Regions from separate parts of the Mus musculus genome. Here region 2 is linked to region 1. The links are chromatin contacts, called in public Micro-C maps. All regions are on one chromosome and are shown on one strand. The core of a region is the stretch at or near the end of the contact, and the rest is flanking DNA. Distances in the headings are between cores, read along the strand shown. Region 1 has its middle 42 kb from the start of Tspan12. Region 2 holds the start of Ing3 (inhibitor of growth family, member 3).

What was found. A called contact is a pair of places that touch in the nucleus more often than the background predicts.
Region 2: a contact with region 1 is called in a Micro-C map of muscle stem cells, with 2.7 times the contacts expected there. The contact joins the promoter of Ing3 here to the enhancer-like site in region 1. A contact is called at or near these places in 4 of 484 Hi-C or Micro-C datasets (the C2C12 cell line, the G1E-ER4 cell line, liver and 1 more), 1 of 115 datasets of contacts at active chromatin or transcription factors (embryonic stem cells) and 2 of 9 other capture datasets (adipose tissue and pancreatic islet).

Annotation. Positions count from the first base shown.
Region 1 is chr6:21,892,934-21,896,347 of GRCm38.p6, forward strand. No RefSeq gene overlaps it. Among named protein-coding and RNA genes, the nearest start is that of Tspan12, 42 kb to the left of the region's middle. Within about 2 kb of position 1,693, at least 28 of the 459 cell types and tissues checked have an H3K27ac peak or open chromatin away from gene starts, as enhancers often do. A contact at or near this core is called in the C2C12 cell line, liver and muscle stem cells, where this site is marked.
Region 2 is chr6:21,947,740-21,951,153 of GRCm38.p6, forward strand. Ing3 (inhibitor of growth family, member 3) reads left to right here and starts at 1,876. Exons shown (of 12, transcript NM_023626.4): 1 at 1,876-2,054; 2 at 2,299-2,370. The coding sequence starts at 2,027.

The DNA of each region.
Region 1 (3,414 bases), core at 443-2,942:
GATTCTTCTCGAGGTAGCTCAAACTGTGAAAGCCAAACACCAACTTTGACTTATGCCAAAGGATATGTATTTTATCTTTTTTTTACTTGTGACTTTTTAAACGCTGGGTTAATAAATAAAGTGTGAATGAAAGAGGGGGTGGATAGGTTAGGATGGGAGAGGAGTGTGTGTGTGTGTGTGTGTGTGTGTGTGTGTGTGTGTGTGTGTGTGTTTTATCTGTCTTTTTGTATCTTGGTATCTGTGCATCTCAGACATATGTAGGAGGAGAGAGGAAGTTGTATATTTGAGATAAGAAATAGGAATTATGACAAATTTAAACTACAATAGGACTTCTCTGTCTGCAGCAGAGGTCATATCTGAAAATTCCTTAGAAAATTTATGGTTGAGAAAAATAAAAGGGGGGTAACTGAAATTAGAAATTAACCTATTAAGGCTTTTATACTATTTAATTCACCGTACAAAGCAGGAAAGAAGCCATTATCACCAAGGACAAAGTCAATGATGATTAATGAAGCAAGTCATAGCTTCTTTTGTGCTGTTATTCTCTATTTATCATCGAAGTCACTATTTAGGCTCTCTTTCTTCATTGTAGTCTCAACAAGAGGCATGCCCAGCTGTTGGATCAAGTTAAGGATTAGGCACAAGTTAACATTTTTATAGAGCCAGAGTCCCTGGGGTCCAGGGTGGGATCAACAAGGCAGCCAGAACACAGAAATCTAAGCAATAATTTTAAGTCATCTAAGTTCTTCATGTGTTTTACTTAAAATCTGGAATGAAGTCCTACCAACTATTATCATATCTAAAATCTCCTCTTTCTCATCAGCTCCTGTTACAAGATCATGTCTGTGCCCCTTACCAAAAGTCCTGTAAAATAGGCTTCTATGCAAGTTTTAGTTTTTAAACCTCTCTCTGGCCCTCTAATTGTTCACATCCTGTCCCATCCCTCCTACTAATAATACATCAGGAAGACTGTCAAATAAGTCAGAAGCTTTTCTGAGATCAGTAGAAGGGAGAAAATTAATTTAAAAAGACTGAAACCATTTCAATAGCCGATGAAGAGAAGAAACGCATGTATTATCATTGTTTAATAAATTACGTCTCAAAAAGACCTTCTGATTTAAGCACCTAGAGGTGCCAATGCCAGATGCCAGTCCATTCCTCCCTGACTCTAGGGTAGCAATTTTATTCATGACTCAGCTCGCTTATGCCTCTTTTTGAGACTATGTTTTCTTTTCAATACTTTTATCTTTCTCTCATTGAAAATAGATGTTTTTCATACAATGTGTGCTGATCACCCAACTTTCCCTTATTTGTTTTCCTTATCATTTTTGTTTCTAGAAGAAAGAGTTGCTCTTTCTTCAATTACCTACAAGATGACTTGAAAAGCACATCACATGTAAAGGTATGTTCAAAATTGGACAAGTGACACAGTGCATACCTGAATAAATGAACTAATCTTGTTCCATCAAACCCAGAAATGTTTGCTGAGAAATAGCTACTAAATTTGCAAGTTAGCCTTAGCTTGTACCGGTACACTTCCAGGTAGATTGTTTTGCTGAAGGCGTGATTCCAACGCTTTAGCTTCTCTGTTCAGTTATGATATGGTCCTCTGCCCACTGGATACAAATGCTACCCCGCCCTGCCTCCTACAACAACAGCTGCTTCCACATCCTGTTCACAGTGGTGTTCGGTTACACTGGGAATGGCTGAAATGCCAGAGAACTGGCTGGGATCCAGAATCTTGGTGGTGGTGATATTATCTGGTCATTTTAAATACAGCATGGCTCCACTTGATGGCGATGAAATATATTCCAAATTACATACTGTAATTATGACAGATGGGATCTCAGAAATACGCCTCAAGCATATGGAATCTGCCACTGTTCTTCTAACCTTTAGTTTGGCTGGGAACCTGAAGACAATTTGTCTTCCAGCCATGCCAGTTTGGGATTTATTTGGTATATTGATGTATCCTTTCACTTTTTGTCTGCTTATGTTTATATGTAGTAATAGCTTTAATCCTGGTTTGGCTAAAATAAATGTTCAATGACTATGGCATATCTGTAGCATAATTTTGAAAATTATACCTTGAAAGTGCCTTTTAAGTGTTTGTTTGTGTGTGTGTGTGTATAACTGTATGTGTGTGTATGTGTTTTTGTGTGTAACTGTGTGTGTGTGTCTGTGTCTGTATGTATATTAATGTGCATGTAGAGGGCAGAAGACAAACTAAGATCCATTTTTTGTTGTTATTTTTGTTGCTGTTATTGTTTGTTTATTTTGTTTTGAGACAAGGTTTCTCTTTGGCCTGGAGCTTGCTAATTAGACCAGATTGAACACCCAGAGAGCCTTAGGGATCCCTCTATCTCCACCTCCCTGTGCTGTGATTACAAACATATACAACTACACCTGCCTCTCCACATGTGTACTGGGGTTAGAACTCATGCATATGAAACAAGCACTTTGGCTGACTCAGCTATCTCTCCAACCCTCAAAACAGTCGCTTAATACTAAATAAAATAGCCTGAACCATGTTTTGTGTCACATGCTCTTGGAAATCTGGCCAGAATGTATTGGGTCATGCAAAAATCAATGTCTGATCTCCAATGACCTGGTTTGCCAATTGCTAAGAACTCTCTGGTCATTAGAGACACCATGATCTTTGTGATTACATGACTCTCTTGAAACTGTGGACACAATAATCAGGCTAAAATTAGTGAAACAAAATAAACCAAACAATAGAAACAGACACTGAAGACTCAACAGTGAAGAAAGGACAGGGAGTCAGAGTTCAGATAAAGACTTGGCGGCAAGCAGAGATGAAGGGGGCTGCCACAAATGCAACTTGGGACTGACCTCTTGAGGGATTAGAGTTTAGCCAAAAAATGACAAATTTTATGTTCCAAAGCACATCAGTCATGAAACATGTGTGCCACTGGGTTTGAAAAATCTCTTCCTTAAAAGTAATTAACTGGAAATCCCCTGGTAAACTAAAAAATGAAATATTAATGTGTTATTGATAAAACTTGTATACTAAACATATATAACCTAGGTTTAGCTTGGTAATGATCTAGTGTTTCGAGCCTTCAGTTCATTACCATTGAGTATATTTACTGCATGATGCATACTGAAGAGGAATGACAGCAGGGTAGGGCCAGGTTGACTTGCAAAACCTCTTTCCTATATGTTTTGGGTTTTGTTTTCAACCACAGCTTGTGCTATGAAAAAAGATTTAAAACTGCCATCATTTTAAAAAAAAAAAGTAATTGGAATTATTAAGTCACTTTCCTATTAGCATACTATTATCATAACAAAAATTAGATCTTTTGTCTTTGAAGCCTAAGAATAAAGTGGAAAATATAATAGTCTATTTTCAAAACAACTATAAATATGCTGTGTGATGGTGTAGGGTTGGGT
Region 2 (3,414 bases), core at 626-3,125, 55 kb after region 1:
AGAATGGATACAGAAGGAATGAGCAAAGGAAATGAGCACGTTTGAGGTAAGCTGGGAACGAAGTCAGCTTTAGTTCAGAGACTATCAATCAAATCTTGGCCATGTAGAATTCCTGCTTGAACAGCTATGCATCCAGCCACTGTAAGAAGACAACGTCAAAAATCAGTTCTCAAGGAGGAGTCTAATAGAAGACAGGATCCCAAGAGGAATAGTCCCTATGTAAGAGTAGGTGAGCAATAAACTCTTTTCATATAAGAGGCCACTAAGAAAACATGCTTGTCTTGGACTTAAGAGGCCAATAAGGAAGAAAAAGTCTCCCTTGAGAGTATATAATGAAGTATTTTCATTACAGGTTCCAATTCAATCTATCGGTGCAATAGAATAAACCTCAACTACATAACTTAATTTGACCCTAAGTTTGATGGTGTCTTGCAGCAAAGTTGCAGAGTCAAATGCTAATATTCTCTAGCAAAACTCGATTTTAACTCCAGCAGTGAAATTTCTCTATATTTATAACCCTGGAAAAGTGAATTCAGAGTTAAAAACCCCAACACAGATGAAATTAGGCACTGTAAACAAACGTGGCTGCTTTTGAACAAAGAGCACAAACAGATAAATAGTTTTAGTACAAAATTTAAATTAAACAGGTGTAGACTAAATATATTTAACATTCAAGTAATAAGAAAATGGCTTTAAAAGAAGACAAAAGAGAATACAAGTATGTCATTGTAAATAAAATTGTAACATAAAAATATTGAGTAGTGAATAAAATGTGTCATACTGATTTATTTTCTTTTGTATGAGAAAGGGTCTTCCATAATCTGGGTTGGCTTCTAATTGCCTATGTTGCCAAAGCTCACACTCCTAATCCTCCTGTCTCAATTCTCCCACTTAGGGGATTACAGGTGTGTGGTGTTATAATCCACCAGATAGTCTAAGAAGGGATCATTTTCCCCAAAACACAGAAGCATTTAGTGTACGAATTTTTATGAAAGGCATTTTTAAGATAGAAACGGGGCGGTGATACACTTGTTATACCACCAGTGAACATTTGCTAGGGTTATTAAAAAAGCCTGCCCAGAACTATAAACATTAACCCAGCTACTTACCCAACATAAATTTAAATCATTGTTAGTATATGCCAGCAATGCATTAAATCACTATAATTTATGGTTGGTTGTTATTTATTCATCTATTTATTTACTTTATTGCGGATGCATTTGAACAGTTGTTTTACAATGAACACAAGATACACCGCAAAACATAACTGGCTACTGAATACTATTTTGGGTGTCTTTTAATTTGGGAAATGCACATTCGCTCCAGTCTCACTATAAATTATCTTAACGTTGCAGGGACACCAATCACTTGTCCCATTTATTTATCAGGAGTGAATAATGAAGATAAATTCCAGCAGCGAGTTCTGTTCTAAACAACCTGAATTTTCCGAACTTAGCCGATTATTCTAGCGTTTGGAATCTTTGCTATTTGCCTAGCACAGCCAGAAATCCATGACTCACAAACGGCGGGCTTAGAATCACCGCCCAGAACAGGTGAAAAGTTGTTCCTAGTTGTGTCAGGCAGGCGCATACAACTCCCGTCATCCCCCATGTAAGAAATCAACAAATAAACAGAGGCACCGCATTTCGGATTCTGGCGTGCCCGTTTCGCGCAGGCGTGTGGTTTCTGTAGTTGCCACTCCAAGAGACACCCTCACTAATGGCCACGCTCGGGGAAAAAGAAGACTACATTTCCCAGAATACCGCGGAGATCCGCACCGGCCGGTTGACGTCATCGCTGCAGACAGCCAATAGCAACGGCGGGCGGCAGTGAGGCAAGCGCCGTCAGGCGCCAAAGTGGAGCCTTTTTTTTTTTCCTTTGCTTTTTTTTTTTTTTTTTTCCTTTGCCGGAGTCGAGCGGGTGCTGCTAGCGGAGGCGCCATATTGGAAGGGACAAAACTCCGGCGACAGCGAGTGACACAAATAAACCCCTGGACCCGTTCGTCCCCGCAACAGTCAGGGCCGCGATGTTGTACCTAGAGGACTATTTGGAAAGTGAGTGCGCGGCGCCGGCGACGCGGCGGGCGGGATCGGCGGCGGGCGGGAGCGCGAGTGGCCGGGCGGGCGGGATGGCGGGAGGGAGGGGGAGCGGGGGATGTTTCTTTCTCACGGTAACTGGCAGCCTCGTTGTGAGCCGCCCCCCCTCCCGTACGCACGCACGCACGCACGCACACACGCGTGACGCCAGCGCGTCCCTTCGCCGTTGGCCCCGCCCTCTGACGGACTGTGCCTTTGACAGTGATTGAGCAGCTTCCGATGGACCTACGGGACCGCTTCACGGAGATGCGCGAGATGGATCTGCAGGTGCAGAGTAAGTGGCGCGTCTCCACGGCCCCGCGCAGCCCCGGCCTCCCTCGGGCATCGCCTGGCGGGTCCTCCGCGCTACTTTTTTCAGGCTGTGACAAGGAGGCGGCGGGCACACCGTACCGTTAACACGCGGGGCACAGCAAACACAGTTGTTTGTGTACTGCATGGAGATGACGACACTGCACCGCAGTGGAAACTCGCGTGATTTTCAGAAGGTTTGCACCCGAGCCTGGATGTGGAAACTTGGAGTTCTGCATTCAGACTTAAAAGTTCATTACATTCCGAATTTCTCCAGAGCAAAGACATAGAAGGGCAGGCTAGGGACCCTAGTGAACTCGGAAGGCCGAACTTTGACAAGTTGCATATTAATGGAAGACACTTAGAGCTGTGAACAGCGTGGACACTTTCTCAGCCAGAAATGAGTGAGAGAGATCAGATTTTAAGGAAATCACCCGCTTGCTCTTTAGAAAACTGTAGACGTTTGATAGGCTTCCCTACTGGTTTCTTGTTTTGTAAACACAACCACGTCATTCAGGCTGGTCTCACACTCAATATGTATAATAATCCTAGGCTTGCTCTAATCTCCTCATCTTCCTGCTTCTGTCTGCCTAGTGCTTGGCTTTTCAGGCATTGCTAGCATTGATTTTTTTTTCTGTCAGTGCTTGGCAGCTTTATATGTGACTTATTTCCAAAATGAACCTTGTTCTTTTGAAAAAGCCAGACTGGAAGAGGCTCAAAGGTAACTTGAGTTTGCTAAGGGCTTGTTCTCTTCATTCATGAGCCTCTGCCGCCCCTGCCCCTCATTTCTGTACCTTTTGTCCCTGACTGTACTTTTCTCATCTCAGTCTCTGGGTCATCTCTTGGGGTGCATTGCCCAATAGCCTCTCATAAATCTGTGACTGGAATAGGTGTGCTTTTTCTCTTTGACTTTAAGGTAGTTGCAGTAGTAAACACCTGCCGAAGCACATTCCAGAGGGATTGAGTAGAGTTTGGTGGCAGACAGATTTGGGTTCACTCTTGGACAGGACGACTAGGACAACTCCAGCCT